Regions from separate parts of the Mus musculus genome. Here region 2 is linked to region 1. The links are chromatin contacts, called in public promoter capture Hi-C maps. All regions are on one chromosome and are shown on one strand. The core of a region is the stretch at or near the end of the contact, and the rest is flanking DNA. Distances in the headings are between cores, read along the strand shown. Region 1 has its middle 28 kb from the start of Gm38388. Region 2 has its middle 30 kb from the start of Cd28.

What was found. Capture Hi-C pulls out chosen DNA fragments and counts their contacts.
Region 2: a contact with region 1 is called in a promoter capture Hi-C map of adipose tissue. The contact joins two enhancer-like sites. A contact is called at or near these places in 4 of 39 promoter capture datasets (the C10 cell line, the HPC-7 cell line, embryonic stem cells and 1 more), 1 of 15 datasets of contacts at CTCF or cohesin (CD8 T cells), 1 of 484 Hi-C or Micro-C datasets (nephron progenitors), 2 of 115 datasets of contacts at active chromatin or transcription factors (CD8 T cells and heart atrium) and 2 of 9 other capture datasets (adipose tissue and liver).

What each region holds. Positions count from the first base shown.
Region 1 is chr1:60,624,951-60,630,920 of GRCm38.p6, forward strand. No RefSeq gene overlaps it. Among named protein-coding and RNA genes, the nearest start is that of Gm38388, 28 kb to the left of the region's middle. Within about 2 kb of position 2,726, at least 101 of the 459 cell types and tissues checked have an H3K27ac peak or open chromatin away from gene starts, as enhancers often do. A contact at or near this core is called in adipose tissue and heart atrium, where this site is marked.
Region 2 is chr1:60,713,306-60,719,275 of GRCm38.p6, forward strand. No RefSeq gene overlaps it. Among named protein-coding and RNA genes, the nearest start is that of Cd28, 30 kb to the right of the region's middle. Within about 2 kb of position 2,541, at least 43 of the 459 cell types and tissues checked have an H3K27ac peak or open chromatin away from gene starts, as enhancers often do. A contact at or near this core is called in adipose tissue and heart atrium, where this site is marked.

The DNA of each region.
Region 1 (5,970 bases), core at 1,476-3,975:
AACCATATGGTGGCTCACAACCATCTGTAACAAGATCTGACGCCCTCTTCTGGAGTGTCTGAAGACAGCTACAGTGTACTTACATATAATAAATAAATAAATCTTAAAAAAAAAAAAAGGGATGCTGGGACTAGACTGCAGCTTTACTCTGGGGAAGCTGAACCTGGGGTTAATGAATGTCCTTAAAGACAGAGTATACACACACACACACACACACACACACACAGAGAGAGAGAGAGAGAGAGAGAGAGACCAAGCAAACAAGCAAACAAACAAACAAACAAACCTAAAAAACCAAACCAAACCAGTAAAAGGCAAGAGTGGTGGCACATACCTATAATCTCAGCACTGGGGAGTCTGAGGCAGGAGAATTATAACTGAAGACCAACCTGGGATATAGAGTAAAATCCTATCTCAAAACAAAACAAAGTAAGAGAAGGAGTCCTACCACCTCATCATGAGCTCTGTCAATGGTTCTTTCCCAGGGAAACTCTTTATAGTTTAGAAAAGACTTCAGACAACCTTCTTTGCCTCTATCACTAGTCCCTTTTTTGTTTTTGGTGAGGAAGCAAACAACCCCAAATATGCTGGCATCAAGCTCTTCTAATTTGCCAGTTAGCTAAGGAGAGCTGGGTTCTGAAAATACACCTTCATTTGGAGGGGCAACAGGTAAATGACTCACTGATATATTGTGTCAATCATGCATCCGTGGGTCTAGTGTGCTGGCATTAATATTTCTTATATGTTTACCACATCCTTTAAGACCATACAGAGAGACAAAGAGACAGTAATGAAAAAAAAAAATCAACTGCCCAGGCTGAAGACTAAAGCTAAATAACCTCAGAGATTCAGTAAATCTGATGTTTGTGCAGCCTCAGGTGTGTGTCTCCATCTTTACCGTGTCTCTGAAGCGCATGGCAGGAATGAGGTTAGTAACTATGGAGACCAATGCGCTATACTTACTGCTGAGAAGGCTTAGTACAGACAGAACCAGAACAGGCTTCCTCATGCACACAAAGACCTGAGGGAAGAAAGGTGACTGAATGAAAGCAAGGACTGGGAGGAAATATTTTAAAGGAAGACACATACATACAAACAAGGGAGAAAGCAGCAGCGTGGAGAAGAGGGGGGGGGGGTGGGCGCGGTGTGCTTCCTCTCCCTTCCCACCTTTGCTCATCTAGTTTTCTCCTTTGTAATGCCCTCCCCACTCAGAATGAGATCTTCCGGTTACACTTACCAGTCCAGAGCCTGCTCGCCATATGGAGCGTTCTTACCCATCTGTCCCTGACCCATTTGTGGTGTGTTATATTGATCTGACGTTTTGAATACCCCGCTCCCCACCGCCTCTCTCTGGCTGGTTGTCTCATATGGCTGCGCACTTTGTGCTCACTTCAAGAGCTCCTGGCCAGGGCATCTTGTGATGCTGAAAGCCGAGCCACGTTCTCTCTACGCTAACAGCCCGTGGGAAAGGGCTGCCTTTGCAGACTCTCATAAAACACTAAGTGGACTAACATGGTTCTGTTGTACCTTAAGTGCTACCTGGATCCACCTTCTCTTCCCATTGAGCTTGTATGCCCACTGAGATACAAAATAGGGGGGCGCCTTTTCTCAGGAGGTGAAGCACAGAGGTTGACTGCAAAGGGGAGAGAAGAAGAAGGCCTATTTTTTGGGGGGCGGGGGGGAGTGCATGCAAAAGGTTGGAAAATACAGTTACAGACACTGCCTTCCTTTCTGCATTCCCATGGCAGGCTGATTCCCCATGCCAAATCTGCCTGCTAATCTCCAAGTTCTCTCCCCAGGTTCTGCCTAGAGAGGATGGCCTCCTCATAGGTTGAGTGAAGGGACTGTGGGCAGCCTGAGCATGAAGGGACTGGCTTTGTCAGGCCTTTGCCTTCTCCTCAATTTCCCTTGCCTTGCTAAAAAACCATTAGATTCCATTCCTAAAGTTATCCCCCAAGGTCTACTCTCTTATTCGGTCAGCTCCTTCTGAGGCTGACTACCAAGCTGAAGTTATCAAAAGCCCTCTTTGGCTCACCTAATTAACATGCCCAATTAAAATTAAACACCTTCTGCTAATACAGGGTTTCCCTTTATAAACCACAATTTTCCTATGTGCCGTGTCTGACTCTTCTCTGTCCAGAGGCAGTCCTTGTTGTCCATCCCCCCTCCCTGAAAAAACACTCCTCCCCCCTCCCTTGCCCCTTTTCTCCCCTTTCCCTTGCTCCCCTCTTCTTCTTCCTCTATCTCCTGGTCTTTGTCCCTAACCCTGCCCTCTGTGTCTCTGGGGCAAATGACTCTCCTTTGTGCTGAGAATTTGGGGATCTTGAGATACTTTTCCTTTCACTGAAGAGCTGAGGATTTTGTCAGCTTTGTTTCCAGGGTTTGGGTCCTGCTGGTTGCCAGGGCTGGGAGAGAGAGCTGAGGGATTAGGACTCACAAAAGAGAAGCAACCTGGGATTTCACTGGATCTTGTTGAAGGCAAATCCCAAGGAAGCCTTTTGTCACCCTAAACATCATGCCTGCTCATTTTTCAGCACAATGCTGTCCTTGAGCATAGCTCTATCTTCTATACGCAACTGTGGTGGCCTCACATGATAGTCCTGTGACAGCATCGGCTGGCCTGCCTGACTCCTTGCATGTCATTTTCTCTGACTTCAGAGTCAGTGTAAATTGTGTACATCGCTTAAGAAGAAATCCTGGGCTGTGTCACTGCTTCCTTCCCCAAACTTCCCCTCTCTCAAACCCCAAACCCCAAATACCATCAGCTCATCACTTCTGAGGAAGCTGCAGAGGAGCCGAGCCTTCTGAGAACTTAACTGCAGCCTAAGGCTAGTTGCAGAAAGAGAAAAAAATATATGTGTAAACAAAAAAACCCTCCAAAGCACAGAACTTTACGAATTCCTTTTGTTTGTTTGTTTGTTCTTAGGGGTAAGAAGACTGGATCCATTTGCCATAGTTAAGATCTGCCATCTGGGTTGAGCTTCCGATGGTTACAGGAAACACAGCGCGGCTGATAGAATGTCCTAAGGAACAGCTGAGCACGCTCCCTGCTTGACATGAGCACAGACCTCATTAGCTAATGCCTTTCACATCTGGGCAGAAGCAACACAAATGAATTCACAGTGTGATGTGGTTTAAACAGATGGGTTTTTTTTCTTTTCTTTCTTTCTTTCCTTTTTTTTTTTTTTCCTAAACTGCTAGCAAAACAGAGCAGGAGGCCCCGTGGCCTCAAACAGTCCCATTTGTTGGTCTTTTTGAATGGGCAGATAGCTGTAAACAACAAAGAGAAAGGCCTTTTGAAGTAGATGCTGCAAATACTACCTCACAGTTTATTTATCAGCAACACCGCAGAACGAATGTCAGGCTTGTGGCATAAAAAGGCAAAGTGTTCTTTTACTCAAGTAGATTTCTGGGACCAGGACCTTGAACTGTGCACTATATTGAGTTAGTTTATCTACGAAACAGGGGTCACTGTGAGGACTGAGTGAGAGGATCCATGTAAAATGCCCCCCCCACACCCCTCATCCCCCCTGTTGTTTTGTTTTGTTTTGAGATAGGAGTTCAATACGTTTTCCAGTCTGGGTTCCAACTCAAAATCCTGCCTCTGCCTTCCAAGTGCTGGCATTACAGGCCTGCACCACCAGGGCCAGCAGCAAAGCAGGTGTTTAAGGTGGTGTCTTCAATGTAGAGTCCAGTGAGTGTTTGCTGTCACTCTGTTTTCTCTCAATGGTTAGTTCCTGGATTGTAGTGCCAGCTGGCCTGTCTTTGGATCCTGGCTTTACACCTGCTGTCTGTCCAACTCCTAGGAAGTTACTTAACCTCCCATTCTTCCATCTCCTCAAGTGTTATCTGCCAACTACATACCTACTACCTGGTTCTTGTGAGAAAGAAAGGAGGCTGGGCCTTTAAAACACTACCAGACACACACTAAGCCCTTATTAAGTGCTTGTTTGTTTGTTTGTTTGGAAAGTGGAAAGTATTTAAATTCTTTTCATTGTAAATTAGGCCTTTGCTGCTAGATAGCTCAACTGACCTCTCCCATTCTTTACACTAACCATTAGCATTCTCAGACTACACACCTGACCCTTTCTTTTGAGGTATGAGTTGCTTTAGGAGGTTGGGGAAGAGATGATTCAGTGTGTAGGAAGGCTTGCTGTGCAAGGAGGAGAACCCGCTTTTGAATTCCTACCACCCATGTAGGGTCACAGAGGCCAAGAACTCTGGCTCTGTGATAGGTGGATGCAGCAGGATTGGTAAGGGTTGGTAGACACCAGCTTAGCTCCTGGTCCAGTGAGACATTCTGTCTCAGGGAAACAAAGACAAATAATGGCAGGGCAAGACACCCATCATCCTATTCTGGCCTCTACACTCACACATGGGCTCACAAACTTGTTTACATATACGTTGTAAATGTATACCATATACACCACGCATGCACACACACACATGTACAAGAGATATGAGTTGTTACAAAAGTCTCAATTTCCCAAGCTTATGGTGTATTGTCCCCTCTCTTCTGGGATATGTGGTCAGTGGTTCTTAAATGACAGAACCAGAAAGCTTAACCTGCAGAAGTGTCCCTCTAGCTCCTGTCTGTCAATTCAGTTTAGACATGAGTACTCAGGGATGGCCTCAAGGACCTTTGGAGCCTGGTAAATGTCAGTGCCTCAGTTTACCCTAATGAGTTCTTGACGAGAATCCAGAGCCTCAGGGAGGGTCTCAGACTGCACAGAGCAAAATTCTAGTCTATTTTCCAGTTAGCCTAGCCACTGGAAAAATTCCACATCTCAGAGAGGCCCAAATTCTAAGAATGACTCTAAAACTGTATGAACAAAGCTTTCTAGCCTGAGACTTCTTCCAGTGTTAAGATTTCTCCTAATGGTGTAGCAGGCTGATGGTGCTTTGACTCTCTCCACTAAATACTTCAACACATAGCTACTGATGCTTTTTTTTCTTCATAGAGAAATTAAGATCCTAAACATCTCTGCATCTTTCTTCTTACTCTCTGTAGGAAAGCTATTGGTACCCAGAAAGGAGAATACAAGGTAAGAAAACAGCATCAGTCCAGGCAACACTGGAAATGCACAGGAAGGGAAACCAAATCTTCATGTGTCCTCCTAGATATTAGTGTACATGTTTGAACCACTATAAAAATAGTTCCATAACTGTCCCCATTTTATGAAAGAGGATGTTGAAATTCAGAGAGCTTAAAAAGGGTCACAATGACAATGTGATGGAGTCCATACCCAACTCCTCCTCTGGTTTCAAAGACTGCACCTGCTTGGAAGTTTCCAGTCTTTCCCGACTCAGCCTTTTCCAGGTATAATTTATGTCTTAGTTAGGGCTACTATTGCTGTGACGCAACACCATGGCCAAAGCAACCCAGGGAAGGAAGGGTTTATTTGTCTTACACTTCCACAGCATTGTTCATCACCAAAGGAAGTCAGGACAGGAACTCAAACCAGGCAGGAACTTGGAGGAAGGAGCTGGTGCAGAAGCCAGGGAGGGATGCTGCTACTCATGGCTTAGTCAGACTTAATTTATAGAACCCAGGACCACCAGCCCAGGGATGGAGCCATCCATAATGGGCTGGGCTCTCTCCCATCAGTTTCATCACTGATGAAGAAACTGCCCTACAGCTGTGGTTTTTTTTTCCATTTTATTAGGTATTTAGCTCATTTACATTTCCAATGCTATACCAAAAGTCCCCCATACACCCCCCACTCCCCTACCCACCCACTCCCCCTTTTTGGCCCTGGCATTCCCCTGTACTGGGGCATATAAAGTTTGCAAGTCCAATGGGCCTCTCTTTGCAGTGATGGCCGACTAGGCCATCTTTTGATACATATGCAGCTAGAGACAAGAGCTCCGGGGTACTGCTTAGTTCATATTGTTGTTCCACCTATAGGGTTGCAGTTCCCTTTAGTTCCTTGGGTGCTTTCTCTAGTTCCTCCATTGGGGGCCCTGTGG
Region 2 (5,970 bases), core at 1,291-3,790, 88 kb after region 1:
GATTGACAAGTGCAGGGGACTGTGTGGGTCACAGCTGAGTATTGATGCTGACAAGTCAGATTGAGATAGAAGGACAGAACTGGGCACAGTGTTTCAGACTGTGGGTCACAGGGTGCACAACTGACAAACGGTAGGAGGAAGCGTGCTGTATTGTGTCAGGGAGTTCACACTGCAGGGCCGCTGTGGGCTCTGAAAGTCCAAATGTTGAAGTGAGGGCATTTTTGCTTTTTTTTTTTTTTTGCCATTTTCTATTTGTAGAGAAATAATTATCATTTGACTGCTGCCTTTAGAAATTTCTCAATGGGCTAATCTTTACTAATGCTACCCTTCTAGCAAGAATTCGTTCTCACATGGAGTTTTACGCTATGACAAATTTGTGCCTACATTTGGAAATATGGATAGTCAAACACATTAAAACATGAAAGGGAAGACTGAACTTGATAGAAAGCCAGAAAAACAGAAACAGAGTTTGTATCTCTATTCGCTTAGAGGCGATATTCTCAGAAGCTCCTGTCTTGCAGACTTCAGATCTTTTATCTTTGTATGTTGATCTGAGTGCTCTCTATATCATAATGTCACATCTTCAAAAGTGCAAATCCTTCCTCATTGAGCTAAAAATAAACAGTTAATTGTGTCACTTCTACTTCTCTCTGACTTTCCACTCCCTATCATGTTTTGATTTGAGAAGAGATTCCGAACCATCACATGCAACTGAGTATAAGGGTGGCTTGATCAGGGTCTCTCTCTTTAAGCAGAACAACACTGTCTGCAGGTTGCTACAGCAAGGTGTAATGAAAAGGAGGATTATACTGTTCTGGATGAGACAATGTTCACTGCCGTCAGACGATGAAGGGCTCACGTTTTCCTCTCCACTAGACTTCCTGTTGTGTTTGACCACTCATTTCAGTTAGGATTTTAGCAGTCAAATGAGTTTTTCCCAAAATACTTTATTTTAACTTAAATTTTGTGTTTGGTTTTTCCCTATGACCTGATATATATAAAACCATGGCTGGCTTGGAACTCATTATATAGATGAGGTTGACTTTGAATTTACAGTGATCCTCCTGCCGCCTGCCCATGTAACAATAGTATAGGCACGAGCCAGCCATGCCCAGCATCCTTAAAGAGATTTTTAACAAAGGGACACCTTTCAGAAGTGTGGAAAGGGTTAATAGAGATAACATGAGTATGGGAGGACCAAGGAAACTAGGCATGTTGGAAAGCTGTTACTGCTCTTAGACTTGAGGGGACATTGGGGACAAGTGGGGAGAACCCAGCAAGAGCTAGATCTGCAGAGAGGGCCACACAGTCAGAGTGAGAGCTATGTAGAGGTTTGCCATAAGTGTCAAACCTAGTCAGTCAGGGCAAGGGTAGACTGACAAATGCTTAGGTTTCTCTCCTCCTACCCACAGAGTCTCATGTAATTGATGGAATCCAAACAGAAGGCAAAAGGTTCAAGAGAGTCCAGGTTATACTGCCCAAAGTGGTCAGAACAGGTCAAACCTGGTCTCTTCAATTCTTCAGTACTGCCAAGGTCTGCCTTTCAGTTTCTCCCATATGCAACACTTCATTAAACTCAGGAAAAATTAGAAATCTGAATTTTTTACTTTTTCCAAGACCAGGATCCTGATACATAGTTCAGGTTGGCTTTGAACTTGTGGTCCTCCTGCCTCAATCCCCTTGCTTCTGGGATTGCAGATGTGTGCTACCATCTGGATGCAGAACTAGTCCTCCTCCTCCCCTTCCCTTTCCCCTCTCCTCCCCCATCCCTCTCTGTTTAGTCTTAGAGGCACAATGAGCAGGACATGTTGAGAAACGACACACTGAAGGGCAGATGGAAGTCAAACTATCCTGCTTATGACTGATCAGTTTAGGTTGCAGGGAAGAGCTCAGTGTGGGGACCTGTGACTCTGCCAGCACCACCTGGAATTCATCTTTCCCAGTGAGACCCAGAGACAGCACCAAAGCTAGCTCTTGAAGGAAAACAGAGAATAGTTGCTTTCTTTTGGGGAGGAAAAATGTGGGTCTGCCCACTAAGATGAAGCTGGGAATGTAGGGTTTGGGTTATACCCTGTGAGGGCATCTCTTGCCTAAGAGGAAGATGGCTGGAGCTGGGCCACAGATGCCTGGTTATTCTTCTTTAGTGTACACAGTAGAGAAGTCCCACTAGTGCACTGTAGCAGACCAGCCGAGGACATTGTCTTTCTTACCCTGTTTCTCTTGCCTTCAGGAGTCAGGCACACTGGGGACAGGAATACACAGATGAGTGATTTTACTCTAAGTGAGAACACTAATAGTTACTGAAGATGTTCTTTAAGGATGGATGTGGCTTTCATCCATTTGTCACGAGGTTTGCACAGCTGACACTCTAATGACCTATTATTAACTGGGCTTTGGCGATGGTAAAACAGAAGCTTGGCCAAGTTAAGGGACTTGCTCAGAGCCACAGAAACGAGCTAGCGGCAGAGCTATGATTCAAATCTAGACAGTTTGGCTGCAGAGCTAGTGTTCTTAACTCCTTTCCATGTCCTGGAGACAGGCCTGTGAACAAATAATTACAGTGTAATGAATGAGGTAAGTGCTAACGGGGCTGTGTGGAGTAGAGGAAGGAGTGACAGCCGATCTGAGAGTCAGCCATTTGTACAAATTCCCTTGCCCACTGCCAGAAATGAGCACAGCAGAGTCTTTTTAGGACTTGCGTTATTATTACATAGGAAGAGCCTCAGCTATGGAGGTCAGCTCATGCTGCTCTGCTGCCTGGCTCATGCATAGCAACACTTAAAACAATTTCTTCCTGATACTCTGGATCCCTTCCAAGAGTTTTGTTCCAGTTTTCGGATAAGGCAGAAACAGGAAAAGGATGTGCTAATGTTTCCTGACCTAGGTTGGACTTTGGAATAGGTTTGTAATTAAAATATTGTTAAGGTTCGATGGCATGTATATACATTATCTGTATTCTGTATTTATATAAATATTCTGTATTTATATGCCCCAATAAATGTGCTGTAAAAAACAAAACCCATAAACACCAGGTGTGAGACTGGTTAAATCTTCCCATTTCTGTGGTTTATAGGTCTATGTTGAGTATAGGTTGTTTATTAATATTTCTTACCTCAAGTATCTTTTCTTTCCAAAACAGTAATGATTTAGTTGCAGTATATCATGATTTCTGCTAATAGCACAGAAACAAATTTACGTCTTTTTCTCATTCCTTTAGGAAGAACTTGTATCGATGTGGTTTCCACTACTGCTTTGCCTTTCAGAGGTCTTTGAGCTATTGAGCATCCATATATTTGGTTCTTAAATTACTTGATATTCGAGTATCGTTCGTTTATTTGGCCAAGTAGATACTCGAAGCAGGTGCTGTTCATTGCCGCCAAGCACTGGCCCATTCATGCCAGGATGTTAAGCACATCCTGTAGCTTGGTGTAAACACCAGGTGGGATTCTAATCCACTCACCAGAGAGTCTTCTTCCATTCCTCCTCAGTGAGTGGAAGCCAGAGGGAAGTCCCAGTCAGGAATTCTCTGTGCCTTTAGAAGTCAGCAACTCCAAAGGACACAAGAAGGGAACTGGCCCAGTCACTCCCAAGCCTCCTCTGTACATAGCTTCTTTCTTGGTACCATCCCAGAAGCTCTCAGAGAAGTTCCAAGTTGACATGTAAGTCCTTTCTTGGACTAGTTTACCTTCAGTTGAAGTGTGGAGACATTCTCTTTCCTTTCCAATGTTGAAGTTGTCTGGGAGTCACCTTGGATAATTCTCCTATTATGTATAGGGAAAGGAAGACAAAATGAAACAAGGTGACCCTCACAACCATGGGGTCAATAGTTGGGTATTGTGGTCATCAAGGTAGACTCCAGAGGTAAGAGCAAGCTTGCTTACACATCTGGCCAGATGTTATCACACAGTTGTGCACAAGAACCCTGGCTCCATTCTTTAGGATCTTTCATGCCTTAGTATGTCAGTGGATCCAACTAACACAGGTCTAATGAGCAGAGTAATTTGGGAGGGATGGGTACTACAACAGTTATGTAAGACAAGAGGTTATGTCTTCTGATAACATATCTATCATTAAGTGAAACAATCAGAAAGCTGAGGAGTGTGGTAGACTCCTGGATGTCTCTTGGTATTGATTTCCATTTTGTTCATTATCATTGAATTCTGAGTATGGAAATGGGAACGACCATGAAGCTACATTGGTCATGTGACTAAGCATTCGTCGATAGGAAATAAGCAGAAATACTCCAGTTTCTGGCTTGTGGCCTGAAAGAGAAGAGTGTGGTGACTTGATGGAAGGTAACTGAGTTCCTGATTCTTCAGTTGACATTTTGAGTCCTGATCTGACCTGCTTAGTTGCAGACTGTTGAAAGAGGTAGGAAAACACACCATTGTCTTTAGCTCCAATCAATTTGGGTGCTTGTCAGGTAGTCCCGAAAGGCTTTTCCTCCCTTTCCATTATCTATCTATCTATCTATCTATCTATCTATCTATCTATCTATCTATCTATCTATCTAATATTCTGATCACTGTCCTCACCTCCTCCAGTTCTCTTTCACAAGGTCCCTCCCCCATACCTCTCCCCATCTCCTCTGAGAGGGCGGAGGTCCCCCTGGCTATCTCCCAACCCTGGCACATCAAGTCTCTGCAGAGTTAAACACATCCACTCCCACTGAGGCCAGACAAGGCAGCTTAGTTAGGGAAATGAGATCCAAAGACAGGCATCAGATTTAGGGACAGCCCCCTGGCTCCAGTTGCCCAATGGGCTTTTATACCAAGGGAGTGACTTGGGTGTTCAGTAGATTAGTGTCACCTTCAACTGGGAACATGGCCTTATGGCTCCAATGCTTCTGTTTTCTGCAGGTAGCCAGACTCCTCTCACAGACAGTTTGCTTGGAATCCTCTACATTGCTGTCTTTGGGGATTCTATAGTGAAAGAAAGGGACATACATGGTAGCAGGTTTCAGTTAGCTTAGGAGTGGACATCTTGATCTTTCACTAGACTCAGAAATTTCATTCCAAACCATCACTCTTTTAAACATCGCTGCATTTCTCTGGTGCACCCTAGGATGGATACATGCAAGAGCAGAGCTGATTTCTCAGCCATGACTACTGTGTTTGAATCTGTTGCTAGGACATCTGTTGAATTTCCAAATTCTATCTTAGGAAAGAAATATAATTTTTCTTTGATGCCACATTCTTCTTTAGGCAGAAATACAAGGAAACCACTGTCCGTGGTGGCATCTTGGCAGAACTGTCAAGTGGAGCCTGGATCTGGGAACCCACAATTCAAGAATAAGGCACCATTTACGTACAAAATTGTTGGATTTGGAAGGATACTTAGTTTGGTATGCTCACGAAGCCACTGACTTACAGGGTCAAAGAGCTTATTTTTCAAGCAAGTATATTTTACTGTTTATGAGAGACTACCAAAATAATTATTTCCTGTGTGGGTCAGCGGGAGTGAGGTAATCTCAAGGAAAATGTTCCATTGTGCTTATTGGGCTGGGTGGGGAAGTGACTCCAGACATCTCTTAAAGGAACAGTCATTGTATTAAATGGTGAAGTCTGGTTTGTATGTCTGTGGGTGGGAGGTTCATTTTCTTTTGTATACTTTCAGGATCTCATGAAAGAATAAATGTGGTTGTACACGTATATTTGCACAGTCTCATTAATTCTTCCGTGGTGCATTTATAAAGTAGGTTGATGTACCTAGTGTATAGATGTTTTAGGAAGATAATTCTAGATGAACCAGAATATAACATATCCTCTTTCGATTAATTTGGAAGGAGAAACTTACTTTGCACTTGTCTGCCTTGAACCACTTGAGATGTTTTATTTACCTTTATCTTCTCAGCTTTCATTAAATGATTAATCTCGTTAACCATTTTTGGATGAATGAATGGCTTGCCAAAGAAATAGATCCCAGTGAGGAGAGTTCTACCTACATTTTGACTTGTCCTGGTACTGTGAC